Linked DNA regions of Triticum aestivum: region 1 is linked to region 2. Evidence: chromatin contacts called from public Hi-C data. All regions are on one chromosome and are shown on one strand. Each heading gives the region's core, a stretch centred on a gene start, on an enhancer-like site or on the middle of the called end of the contact. The rest is flanking DNA. Distances are from core to core; before and after follow the strand shown.

Region 1 (6,876 bases), core at 2,923-5,422, 150 kb before region 2:
AAGATGCCATGATCAAAAGTAATGAAATCAAACACATCCCGCTTAGACCCTATCAAGATGCCCCTAGAGTGACCCGAGGCAGGAAGGTAGTGTCAGTCAAACCTATCCATGCTTGTAACCGCAAACAGTTCAAAGGAGGAAAAAGATTCCTTAAATGTTTCAACAAGCCCTAAAATGTCAATGTGCTCACCGCAAACCAAGTCATGAATCTGGTCTCGACGCCCCCTAGCGGCGAAACCTCTAACATTCCAAAAAAGAGATTTCATTTATAGGAAAGGTTTTTAATATGGAGACTAGATCTGCACGGGGCCAGACATGATTTAGACCGCTTGGACTGACCTCTCTTCGCTTGGGAGGGAGGTGGAGGCGACTGGCCACAACCAATTGTCGCTCCAGCCTCCCCAGGCCGACCCTTGGCCGCAACAGGCCCCATAGCATCCGCGACCTCCATGGCCTTGGTAATAGCTGCCTGGGCAACCTCATTTGCCCTAATGACGGATAGAAGACGAGAAGGAGAACCCATCCCCGGGTCAACAGACATACCAACATCCGACATAATATGTAGCAAATGACCATCCGAAAGAGCAGGTAAAACGAGACGAATAGGGGAGGCAGGGAGAGGGGTATGGACAGGCGTACCTGAAGAAGGAAGATCCCTGGCCGCAGCGCGCCTCTCAGCCCTCACCGCCACAGACTCGCCAGAGTCACGCACGCACCGGCCCTTGCGCTCCGTGGGCGCAGGCGAGCGCAGCAACGGAGAACACACAGGCGACGCCGGACCCAGACCAGATCCCGAAGTAGAACCCATGTCCTTATCTAGACGACGAGCTAGACCCGCCATAGATTGCTCGAAGCCAGATGAAACCCTACTCTTAGCAAAAAACTTCCGGACCGAGGACTTCTTCTTCTTCTTAGACGGAGGCCCAGTGGATAGAGGGGGGGGGGGGGGGGGAAGCAGGAAGATCTTTGATCCCAAAGAAGCAAGGGGATTGCGGACGAGCAGACAAATTGGAGCAGACACCAGAGAAGGGCGTGCCTTTGCTAGTAGCATTCACACAAGAGGCCAAATCATCCTTCTAAGCATTAGCAACCGGGGCATTGGCCTTAAACAACTCTTGTTCCTCAGGCTCCATTCCATCCCATTCGGATTGAGTAAAACGGGGGTCAGTGCCACCACTCGAATTTTGCCCACCAGCCGAACCATCCCCCTACTTGTCATGATGATTACTGTTTACCGTATCGCCAGGCATAGATTTGACTTAAAATACCTTACAACGTAGAGGAAAGTTGGAAAACACAATTTTTAAATACAAGTGACAAACATTACCCAGTTAACCGAGTGAGCCATGTCGTCCATTTTGTCACAAATAAGCACTGTTCGAAAACTAACATCAGCATCATGTTTTCTATAGGCATTATAGATAGTGTTCACTAAGTGGGCTATCTCCAACAAATACGTCTTTTGAGATCTGCTTGTTGTTGATATTTTCATCCCTAAAGCCGCCTCCGCGTAAGAATTCATGTTTGACTGACATTGTTCCTCTCAAAAAGAGAATCAGTGGGCTATGCATCCACTTCCGATCGCCGTCGAAAGTTCAAAGATTCACGCCTAGGAGGAAAAAACAATTAGAGTGACATGTGCTCTTGAACATCCATATAATTAAAAACTACTCTATATGAATTCCGAATATGTAGTGTTTGACAACACAGAAAAAACAAAGAAATTCTACCGATAGTTTTGTAGTGGATGAATAATTTTCCCTTTGAGGCTTCGAATGAAGTGCAAATGAATGGAAGGAAAATTCCATGAGGATTTCAATCCTATGAATCAAACGGACACCAAATAATAAATTCCAAGGATTCAAAAACCCTATGAAACTCCAAAAAGTTACACTCAACCAAGATCATCATTGTTCATATCGACGTTTGTCCAAAGAAACATGTGTTACACTCAACCAAGATCATCATTGTTCATATCGATGTTTGTCCAAAGAAACATGCGTTGTGTTTATTCGTGGCATCGTCGGTCTGTCCGCTCACGCGATCAACGTGGCCGATCGGCTCATAAGTCACATCATGCCGTCTTAAATAGCCCGGCGAGCGGTCAAATGGACTCACTAAGCTACTCCTAGAAAAGAATGTATTCGGAGTTTTCGGGAACTAGGCCCCTATGCCATTGCCACTGCCATTGCCATTGCCATGTATGGTCCGGCAGGGGGGCAGCTACCAAACCAAAGGTCGCTCTCGCTTTTGATTTTTCATTCAAAACCCCGATCGATGAATGAGAATCGACGGGACGAGACGTACACAAAACACCGAGAGACAGACCGTGCGTGGGATTCGACGGACAGCGACGCGCCCACTACCCTTGCCTCCGTCGTCCTCTCTTCTTCCCTTGCTAGCGTCTTTTTGACCCTGTTTGGTTCAGCTTTTATCGACAGATTCCGCTACCGCGCAGCAAAATCTGAACCAAAGGGCGAACCCAGCAGAATCCGATTCCAGAAATCCGCTGCCAAAATCTGAACCAAAAGCAGAAGCAGCCCAGAACGTGCTTTCCAAAATCTGATTCCGCTGCGGGCCAAAATCTGAAAAAGCTATATCAGCTGGTTTGCCAAATGGCCTACATCTTTTTCACATCAGATTTTTCACAGCTGTTTTTCCACAGCAGATTTTTCACAGCTACTTTTAGAAATCCACAACTGAACCAAATAGGGCCATTGTCGCTTGTTTTTCCACATGCATCTTCTCCTCCATTTTGCTGCCGGGAAACATCACGTCCCCCCCCCCCCCCCCCCTCTGGATATTTCCACCTAGAGTAGCTGGGGCCTCATTTTCCAACATAGGGAAGGGAAGCTGCTTGCAGCAGTCCACGCCACCCAACTTGGCACTGTGCTGCACTGAATTTGGCAGCACACCAGACCACACTAGTACCAGTACCTGTATCAGTAGCAGTGTGAAATGGAATTAAATCACATGAAAACATCCATTCATTTCTCTTGAATTATCCACTGATGGTGTCCACGTGTCAACGGATGTGCTACTCCCGTGGATGGATGGATGGATGGAGTCGAGCGAGCAGTGCACCGCACTGGTCCAGCCGCGTTGCTGGACTTCGCAACTGCAGCCGCTCGCTGGCGTCACATGCGCCATCCATCACATGGCTGGCTAGCTGGCCGTGGCTGTACAGCAAGCACGCACGCGCGCGCGCCCGTTGCTGTGACAGCTTGCTTGGGGCTACGTCGTACAGGTACAGAAAAGAAGGAAGCGTACGTAAGGTGGTCGCCTCGGCCTCTCTCTGCTTTAGTTGCCGCGACATGACTGGCTCCGTGGTGGGTGCGGTTGCATGCCGGGTCGGTGAGGGACATGCTATTGGGCTATAGGCAGCAGCTACTCTACTACGCCGGAGAGAGATCTCACGTCGGTGGTTGCACCGCCGGCCGGCTATGCTAGCCGGCCAGGCGAGCCAACAAAAAAAAAGGTGCTGCTGGAGAGGAAAGTGTCGGCGTGGAGCAGGGATGGGCCCGCGTCCGTAGAGCAGAGGATCCCCGGGCCGGGCCGGGCCGTGCGGGCGGCAGCGAGCGAGCGAGCGTGACGACTCGGCGCGGCGGAGTACGCTGCACCCATCACGAAAGATTCGCGCGGCCGGGGCGGAGCAGCGTACGCGCGCGCCAGAGATCTCGACTGTTTTACTATGAATGGCGGGTGGGCCCTATGGATCTGCTGCCACTGTGGGTCGGATCCGCGCCATGCCTCCTCCAACAGGGCGGGCGTGTTCCTCGTGCGGTGTGGGTACCGTACCGTAACGGGAAAGCCGTGCGAGCCGGCTACTCCAACAAACAGCCCTGTTCCGAAGCAGCAGCAGCGCCAGCCACCGACCCGTCGCCGTCAAGATGGATCCAAGACCATACATACACAGGAAAACACGGGCAAAACAGGGTGAAACTAAAGCACGGGCACCCAAATGCGATGCAAATCCTATCCGCCCCGACCCACCCACTGCCGACCCACCCACACCCGTACCGCGCGGCGCGCCCATCCACCGCCCGTGATCCATCCGATCCGGCTGTCTCCCCGCCCACTCTGCCTCCTCGGCCTCGTGCAGCTCCCCCCTCCCCTCCCCTCCCTCCTCCTTCGACCGCGACCGCGACCGCCGCTCGCTGTCAAAACCCAGCCCAGCAGACCAGTCGACTCAGTCACGAGCATCCAAATCCCAAGCCAACACACACCTCACCCGCCTCCTCCTCCCCCCTCCTCCTCACCGCACACGCTACACGCCACCTCCTCCTCCCCGGCTCCCCTCCCCCGCAGCCCCGATCCCCTTCCCCGAGAGCAGCCTCCCACGTGACCCGGATCCGACCGCTCCGTCCCCCGTCCACGGCCGCCCGCCCAATTCGCGGGAATTCCTCGAGGCCCGGCCGCAAGCAACCAGGGCCTGTGAGGCAGATCCATGGAGCGGGGCCGGCCGCGGCGTCGACGCTAGCACATCGCGAGGAGCTCCTGGTTTCGTCGCTCACAGAGAATTCTCTTGCCGTTTGGCTCGGCAAGCGTGGCTGCCGCGATGGCGATGGCGAATCCCTCCGCGGCCGGTGCCCCAGGTTCGATTTGCAGCCCTCTGTTGTCGCAGTTTCCGTTTACGCGATTTTTGCCTTTCGGGGAACTGCTTTGGTTAAAAGTTGGTCCGGTTTCTCTCTCATGGTAAGCTAGGCTTCGCCTAAACTGAGTCGGTAGTTGATTAAGTAAGTGGACTCGGCTAGTTGACTGCTTGTGCAGAAAAATTAGCGAAACTTCATCTAACTTGAGTCGATGCCAGCCTGTCCATTTTGTTTCCAGTATTTGGGTTGCAATCGCTCTTATTGATCCGAGTAAATCGCCCTCTATTCAAAGTAATCACCATGTTTGCCCAATTTTCTCTAGTAATAGTATTTAGTACCGCACCTTATGGAGTGATGGGTTGCTCTCTCGTACCGATGCCTGTGATGTGAATTGCGATTCACTTTATGGAGTGATGTGAATTGTGATTCACTTCCTTTTTTTTCTTCCGATTCCGAAGCGTGATCCAGTCAATTGAAAAGGTATGGATATTCGTGTGACTTAGTATTTTCTATTTTTGTTAATATGCTTGATCTGTGTTGAATCCGTATGGTGGCAAATTTAGCACATGGCAGTATTTTATTGATGCGCTAATGATAAATAGGAGTAACGGACACTTTCAGTTGGGTAGAGTTTTGTGCTTGAACTTTTCTAATCATGATTAAATTTCATGATAAATGAGCAACAATCGGAAATTTAGAAAGCAAATAGTGTCGTACTCCCATGTATCCTTGGCCTCTGCTGTTCCTGTTCTAAAGCGTCTGATCACCTAATTAATATTGTAAATCAATTGCTTCCATGTAGGAATCTGTAGCGACGCACTGTTCCGGGAGCTATGGCATGCTTGTGCCGGTCCGTTGATCACAGTACCCAGACAAGGCGAACGAGTCTATTACTTTCCCCAGGGTCATATGGAACAGGTACTCACCGGTTTATATATCTTCTCTGCCTGCCTGTCTCATTTGATCAATTCTTCTTGCTAGATATAATATTTTTCTCAAACTGATCATGATTTACTGTATAGCTTGAGGCATCTACAAACCAGCAGCTTGACCAGTACCTGCCGATGTTCAACCTACCATCCAAAATCCTATGCAGCGTGGTCAACGTAGAGCTCCGGGTCAGTGTCTTTTTACCTGCCTGCTGCAACCTCTTTGCTTGGAGTGTCTGGGAAATGGTTGGTCTAGCTATGCAGCTAGAAATGTTATCCTTTGCTAACCGGCTGAACTCTGTAATGCAGACGGAAGCTGATTCAGATGAAGTTTACGCTCAAATTATGCTGCAACCAGAGGCTAATGTGAGTCTTCCTGTTTTAACCATTGCTAACATGCAAATGGCTCATTTTACTTTCCAATGTACTCCCTCCGTTCCGAATTACTTGTCTTGGATTTGTCTAGATACGGAGGTATCTAGCATTAAAATGAGTCTAGATACATTCGTATCTAGACAAATCCAAGACAAGTAATTCGGAACGGAGGGAGTACAATCTTATGCCCTTTTCATGTTACAGTCTACAGTACTTTGTTAGTTCAGTTTCATGTCCCTGTTTACATGTACATTCATTAATTTCCCTGTTTGAACCCCCTTTATTAGCAAGGTGAGCTCACAAGCTTGGGTCCTGAGCCAAAAGAACTCGAAAAAGGCACCATACATTCCTTTTGCAAGACACTGACAGCTTCGGATACGAGTACCCATGGTGGTTTCTCTGTTCTTAGGAGGCATGCTGAAGAGTGTCTTCCTCCGCTGGTTAGCATTGAAAGCATTTTTTACTCCAGTTGATGTCTACACTATTTCTGGCTTATTGAATGGTAGGGTTGCTTCACAGGACATGTCTCAGAATCCACCATGTCAAGAACTGGTAGCCAAAGATCTCCATGGAACTGACTGGCATTTTCGTCACATATTTCGGGGTGAGTTTACAATTTGAGCATTCAGCTTGAAGCCCCTTTAAGCTTCTCGTCGCTGTGTTCTTATTGTTTAATTGTTTCGGTGTAGCACTTCATGTCACAATTGAATGCTGAACTCTTACTACTGCAGAAACATGCAGCATATACTGATTCATTACTTCATGACTATGTGTGAACTCTCTCTCCCTCTGTCTGGTTCTATCTCATACCTTACGGCGTTTTGTGTTTCAGGACAGCCTAGGCGACATCTACTTACAACTGGCTGGAGTGTCTTTGTTAGCTCAAAAAGATTGGTTGCTGGTGATGCATTTATCTTTCTGAGGTACACAACACAATACTGTAATCCTGTCACGTGGAGGCAGTTTTTATGCATTTTCAC
Region 2 (6,482 bases), core at 3,441-5,940:
GTACGAGTAGCTATGTGTTTGATCTCTCTCTCTCTCTCTCTCTCTCTCTCGTGTTCTGGATTCGGCACGATCTTGATGTATCGCGAGCTTTGCTATTATAGTTGGATATTATGATGTTTCTCCCCCTCTACTCTCTTGTAATGGATTGAGTTTTCCCTTTGAAGTTATCTTATTGGATTGAGTCTTTAAGGATTTGAGAACACTTGATGTATGTCTTGCATGTGCTTTCTATGGTGACAATGGGATATTCACGTGATCCACTTGATGTATGTTTTGGTGATCAACTTGCGAGTTCCGTGACCTCATGAACTTATGCATAGGGGTTGGCACACGTTGTCGTCTTGACTCTCCGGTAGAAACTTTGGGGCACTCTTTGAAGTTCTTTGTGTTGGTTGAATAGATGAATATGAGATTGTGTGATGCATATCGTATAATCATACCCACAGATACTTGAGGTGACATTAGAGTATCTAGGTGACATTAGGGTTTTGGTTCATTTGTGTCTTAAGGTGTTATTCTAGTACGAACTCTAGGATAGATCGAACGGAAATAATAGCTTCGTGTTATTTTACTACGGACTCTTGAATAGATGGATTAGAAAGGATAACTTTGAGGTGGTTTCGTACCCTACAATAATCTCTTCGTTTGTTCTCCGCTATTAGTGACTTTGGAGTGACTCTTTGTTGCATGTTGAGGGATTGTTATATGATCCAATTCTGTTATTATTGTTGAGAGAACTTGCACTAGTAAAAGTATGAACCCTAGGCCTTGTTTCCTAGCTATGCAATACCGTTTACGCTCACTTTTATCATTAGTTACCTTGCTGTTTTTATATTTTCAGATTACAAAAACCCATATATACCATCCATATTGCACTTGTATCACCATCTCTTCACCGAACTAGTGCACCTATACAATTTGCCATTGTATTGGGTGTGTTGGGACACAAGTGACTCATTGTTATTTGGTTGCAGGGTTGTTTGAGAGAGACCATATTCATCCTATGCCTCCCACGGATTGATAAACCTTGGGTCATCCACTTAAGGGAAATTTGCTACTGTCCTACAAACCTCTGCACTTGGAGGCCCAACAACGTCTACAAGAAGAAGGTTGTGTAGTAGACATCACCCCCTCCATAGATTTCCACCTCGGTCATATCGTTGTAGTGCTTAGGCGAAGCCCTGCGTCGGTAACTTCATCATCACCGTCATCACGCCATCGTGCTGACGAAGCTCTCCCTTGACACTCAGCTGGATCTGTAGTTCGTGGGACGTCACCGAGCTGAACGTGTGCAGATCGCGGAGGTTCCGTACCTTCGGTGCTAGGATCGGTCGGATCGTGAAGACATACGACTACATCAACCGCGTTGTCATAACGTTTCCGCTCACGGTCTACGAGGGTACGTGGACAACACTCTCACCTCTCGTTGCTATGCATCACCTAGATAGATCTTGCGTGTGCGTAGGAAAATTTTGAAATTACTGCGTTCCCCAACACATTTGCCACATAAAATTTTTGATCTTGAGGGGGGACCGGCCTCCATAGCCCTTAGCCATGTCTAGCGTGTCGCCTCGGTCAACTTGTCATAAAGGGATTTAACTGAAAACTTTTGGGAGGCGGCAAGCCTCCACGAAACCACATCAACCCCCTGGCTGAGATTTTGCCCTTCGAGGGCATCCACCAGCTCGGCCCAGCTAGCTGCCTCAGCTGGGTCGAGCGTGCATATGAACAATATCGCCGGGGATGGACCCTCAGGGCGCCGCCCACCATAATATTGGTGTCCGTGGCGAGTTGATATAGCGCCGGGTGAGATTGCCACAGCGGAGTCTGGCCCCATCAGCAGTCGAGCCAGAACCTTGTGGCCATGCCATTGTTAACGTTAAACTGAGCCCCAACTGTAAAGGCCGGTCTCACCGCTTGGATCTCATTCCAAAACACAGAGCCATTTTGGTTTCGCCTTGAACAACGCCTTGAATTGTTGGAAGAAGCCACTACAAAACCAAGTTGTTTTAAATATGGATGCGTCATTTTCAGAGGAAGAAAACATGGGGGCCAGTGGAGCAATTTTGCGAGATAGTACTAGCATGTTCATTGCAGTAGCGACGGCTGACCTTGATCACGTAGCCGATGTTTGTTTGGCTGAGGCTGTAGCTCTGGTGAAGGGCCCGAAGCTTGCAAATACAATTGGCTGTAATTCAATCCAGTGCAATCAGACTGCATGGTTCTAATAGAAGTTGTGCAACAACCCATGGGGCACTCGATGGTTACAGGCCCAATTCTCGAGGAATGTCGGTTACTTTTAGTTGGTTTCGGGAAGGTCGTTTTAGAGCATTGTAATCGTGATTCTAATATGGTAGCTCAAGTGCTAGCGTGAAATGGTCGTGTTGGTCCACCAAACTTGTGGTTGGACTCACCTCCTGCTGTTATTTCTAAACTTTTAGCGGATAATGTAAGCATTGTTTGATATTAATAAATCTAGTCATGATGACCTTCCCCCCCAAAAAGTACCTGGTATTATCGTTTCTGAGCAGTTGTGGCTCAATACGATTAACCTTGTGGTTGGAATGTGGAACCGAGCGGGCACTCTAAAGGGAGAGGTCAAAGCCTTTCTTGGGGCTCTCGCAATGTGGGCACACATGAGTGTTAGAGCTTAGTTTCCGCGTGGAGTTGGGATTGTATTTGTAGTCACCAACGCGGAGGGGCTTTTTACCCCCATCCTCTCCTTTAATATATAGTATGCACACTTGTGCATAGTCACGTTTTTTATTGACTTTGTCCTTAGAAAAAATTCTCATCATTTTTTCTTGGATGCATACAACCACATCATTTATTATAATAATGTTTAGCGGCAAGATGAACGTATAGTCTAACAATAGCTCACATGTTCAAACATTACCACAAACAACTCACATCTCCACATACATGTTCGCAAAAAGGATAAAAACACTACTAGAACCTAACAAAGTACGTGGTACTCAAAGACAAGATCTTGAAAAAGAAAACAGTCAATCGTACAACATGTTGCCCGGTGTAACCAAAAGGTTAAATATGGGGCTATCACCCTTGAAGTAGAAATCCGAACCAACACCTTCAGCAAGGATACAAAGATGCACTGGCGTTGCTTGATCTAGTTGAAATGGTTACCACAAGTTGCCATCCAATTTTGTTGCCGGCGCACACTTGCTCCCATAGTGCATCACGAGCCAACCTCCCACGTTGAACAAGTCCATGCCCTGCTCGCGCTGAAGGAGAAATCATCATAAGTGTCAAGGAAGCCGCCTCCACCGCTTGGGTTGGCACACCACCATGAGAGGCCACCATCTTGTTGATTACCCACGATCGACGGTAAGAAAAAGAAGAAACACCATTGGTTGGTTAGATAATAAAACCAAGCATAGTCTACGCCTACATCCATCGACACCACATCGAAGCTTACCCGAGGACCTTCTCTCAAACCCATCCAAGGAGTGACTTTATCTTTGCTTGATAATTCGGCTGCAACCGGGCCGGGCCCATCCACCGCCAACCACCACGACATCGGAAGTCACTGGAGCCTCCATCTCGGCTCATCGTCTCCTCTATCAATCTCTCGCTGCACCATCGGGACATCATCGGAAGGCAGAACATCGTTGGGAGGGAGCCGCACCGTCGAGATTGACGGCCCGTCGCCATTGTAGCAGCACCGATGACAGTGACAACATACGAATCGTGTGAGAGCAATGATGGTTAGATATGGATCGCCTCTCGGGTACCCCTTCCGAGCGACATAGGGATCAACTGGATTAGAGGAGAAAGCAGAGGCAGTGGCGGGATTGAGCCGCGACATCAGTGGTCAGGGTTGGGATAACTTTTCTTTCGTATCATTGTCTTGTTTTATGTGGCGGATTACACTTTTAGTGGGATTTTTTTTAAGATCTAAAGACGATAATGAGCAAGAATATAACAGATGCGCTCTTTTATTGCGGCTTTACAGAAATTTGGGCCTTTTGACCTACCTTGAGTTGAATAGTAGAATACAACGAGAATGAGTGCCATCCACGTAGAAGCCATGATCTTTTGTATTTGCAATCATAAAAGCGCGACTATGTATAAGCTTATTTTGTTAATTTTAGTAAAAGACATGACAATCTGCACATAATCTCCGGTCATCTAAAATGTGTGATTCTTGTGAAATTGTTGGAGGACAAAACTAGATTAAGCTTCAGGTTCAATCATGCATATCCCGTTAATGCAAATTAATGGTGGAGACGACATTCACGTCGATAGCGATGTACCTGCGGTGAATCCAGCAATCTTGAGTCTCTTTTGTTCATGCAGTGAGTGCGTGCGTGTGCGTCGTGTCTAAGTTATACTCTCTCGTTAACGTTCAAACGGATATATCTAGACGCACTTCATCAATCATCAAAACAGAAAAAAAACCTTGCTGATTCCTTGACTCGGGTGCGCCTAACAATTTGCTTCCTTTAAAGACGGCAACTAGCCTCGTTGCGCAAATCCCAGCATCATCTACCTTTTCACTGCCAGCACCCCTAAAGTTCTCAGAAATTACGTCTCTGAAAGTAGCGAAACCGAAGCAGTCCGGCGTCCGCACGAGCAGGGACTCCAGGCTTAATTTTTCAACAACCCACCTACGTATCTGCAAAAGAAACCTATAAATTTATCGTAAAACCACACCCCCCGCTTAAATCCCCGGAGAATCAATCACACAGAGCTCCTCCAAAAAGAACTCTTGTTCCCATCGCATCTCGGCGGCTCCCTCCCCCCCTCCTCGCCCCGATCTAACTCGCCGGCGGCCATGTCGCAGCCGGCTGCCGCCGCCGTCGCGGCGCAGCCGCAGGGGCAGGCCCCGGCTGGGCGGCAGGGAGGCGGCCTGGGCCAGAGCCTCGCCGGCATCGTGCGGATGGCCGTGTTCTGGTACTTCGCGTCCAAGTTCTTCGGCCCCAAGCGCGCCCCCACGGAGCCGGGCTTGCTCATGTCCAACCTCTTTCAGAAGGGAGAGCCAATGGTGAGAACGCCCCCACACACCCCAGAAACTTCGATTTTGGGTGGAGGAGGCGTGTTGTTAGGTTTCTATGGCGGTTTTAGAGCGGTTTATTATTGGGGTCAGTAAAGGCGGGGGGCTCCGCGCTCATGCAGTGCTGTTGGGTTCTGCTTGCTCCGGGGTGAAAATTGTGCAGCGATCTCATCAGTTTTTTTACTGTGATCTCGAACTTTTCTTTTTCTTAATAATATCAGAGGGTGTATTTGTGCTGATTATTATAATTGGGGGAGCTGATTTAGTCGGTTTTATGCGAAGACACCTGTTGTTTGTGTGCCTGTTGGAGGCTGTCGAACAAGTAGGCCACGTTTGTTCTAAAACAAGCAGATCACGGAGATAGTGGTGCTCCACAGCATTGCGGTTTGATGTACTGTGAAAAGAAAGGCATGCATGTTAGTTGGATGTTTTATGATCTCCTCTCAGGAGGCCAAGGGCGTTCTTAGTTGTTCGGAACTACTAGTAGAGTATGCAAGGAAAAAGAAAAGATACACCAAGGATCTCAACAATTTTGGATTATGCGGTGTAGCTGGTTCACTGTTGAGTGAGTTGTGAAGATGATTGATGTTTAAACACTTTTTCTGTTGTTCTTTGAAATGTTTGTCCACGATGAAGCTTAGGATGTCATAGTATGCAATGTACCGTGTGTCCGTAATGAAGCTGAAAACATCACACTATGCATGGATAACGTTTCTTTATGGGTTTTTCATGTAGACTTTGGTGAGGTTGTCTGAACTAGGTATTCCTCGAGATAAAGCCAACTGTACAATTTATTTGGTAGATTGTCACTTTTTTTTATTTTGGGTGGGAAGTTATTTTTTGGTGTTTATGCGGTGCACACCGACCTTGTAACTTGTTGTATCATATTGCTCCAAATATTTGATCGAGGAGGTGTAAATCCATTTTTTTGTCAAATCGACGATTCAGTGGCATGTGGTAATGTCTTATACAGGTCTACATATTAAGATAATTGAATATTACAAATGTTGCTATGTAGTACCTGTTTTCAGTAAATTATAAGTTGAAGTCAACCCCCCCGCCGTAAATTTGGCCTGATTTGTTATCTTGCCAAATTTACATGTTTGGCATTTTTAATGGGACCAATCAAGCAGAAGGACGTTACTGGATTTATTAAATTCCTCGGTAGTGCCACCCAAATTTTATGACAGTTTGGAGGTAGCACAGTGCATGCATGAAGCACTAGTCTTGAAGTCTTGCCCATTTTGCGTTTTCCTGAAACACAAATTGATGATGATTATGTTGCTGCAGGATATGTGGATGTATTTATCGGAGAATGACAAATTTAGCGACTTTGGTAATGAGGATGCACTCATCTGGCATGAAACAAACATACCATATGCAGTCTGGACACCTACCAGTACCAGAACACACACACTGACATACTATCCAACGGAGGTAGAATAATATTTGCTGCAATTTACAATTA

What was found. Hi-C and Micro-C count contacts between places; a contact is called where the count stands out from the background.
Region 1: a contact with region 2 is called in a Hi-C map of leaf, with 5 times the contacts expected there. The contact joins the promoter of LOC123189292 here to the promoter of LOC123189291 in region 2. A contact is called at or near these places in 2 of 5 Hi-C or Micro-C datasets (both in leaf).

The regions. Positions count from the first base shown.
Region 1 is chr2A:536,357,991-536,364,866 of IWGSC CS RefSeq v2.1, reverse strand. It overlaps LOC123189292 (auxin response factor 9), which reads left to right and starts at 4,172. Exons shown (of 14, transcript XM_044601681.1): 1 at 4,172-4,595; 2 at 5,395-5,510; 3 at 5,615-5,710; 4 at 5,831-5,887; 5 at 6,184-6,336; 6 at 6,416-6,500; 7 at 6,729-6,819. The coding sequence starts at 4,559.
Region 2 is chr2A:536,206,296-536,212,777 of IWGSC CS RefSeq v2.1, reverse strand. LOC123189291 (CLPTM1-like membrane protein cnrB) reads left to right here and starts at 4,690. Exons shown (of 12, transcript XM_044601679.1): 1 at 4,690-5,005; 2 at 6,305-6,451. The coding sequence starts at 4,796.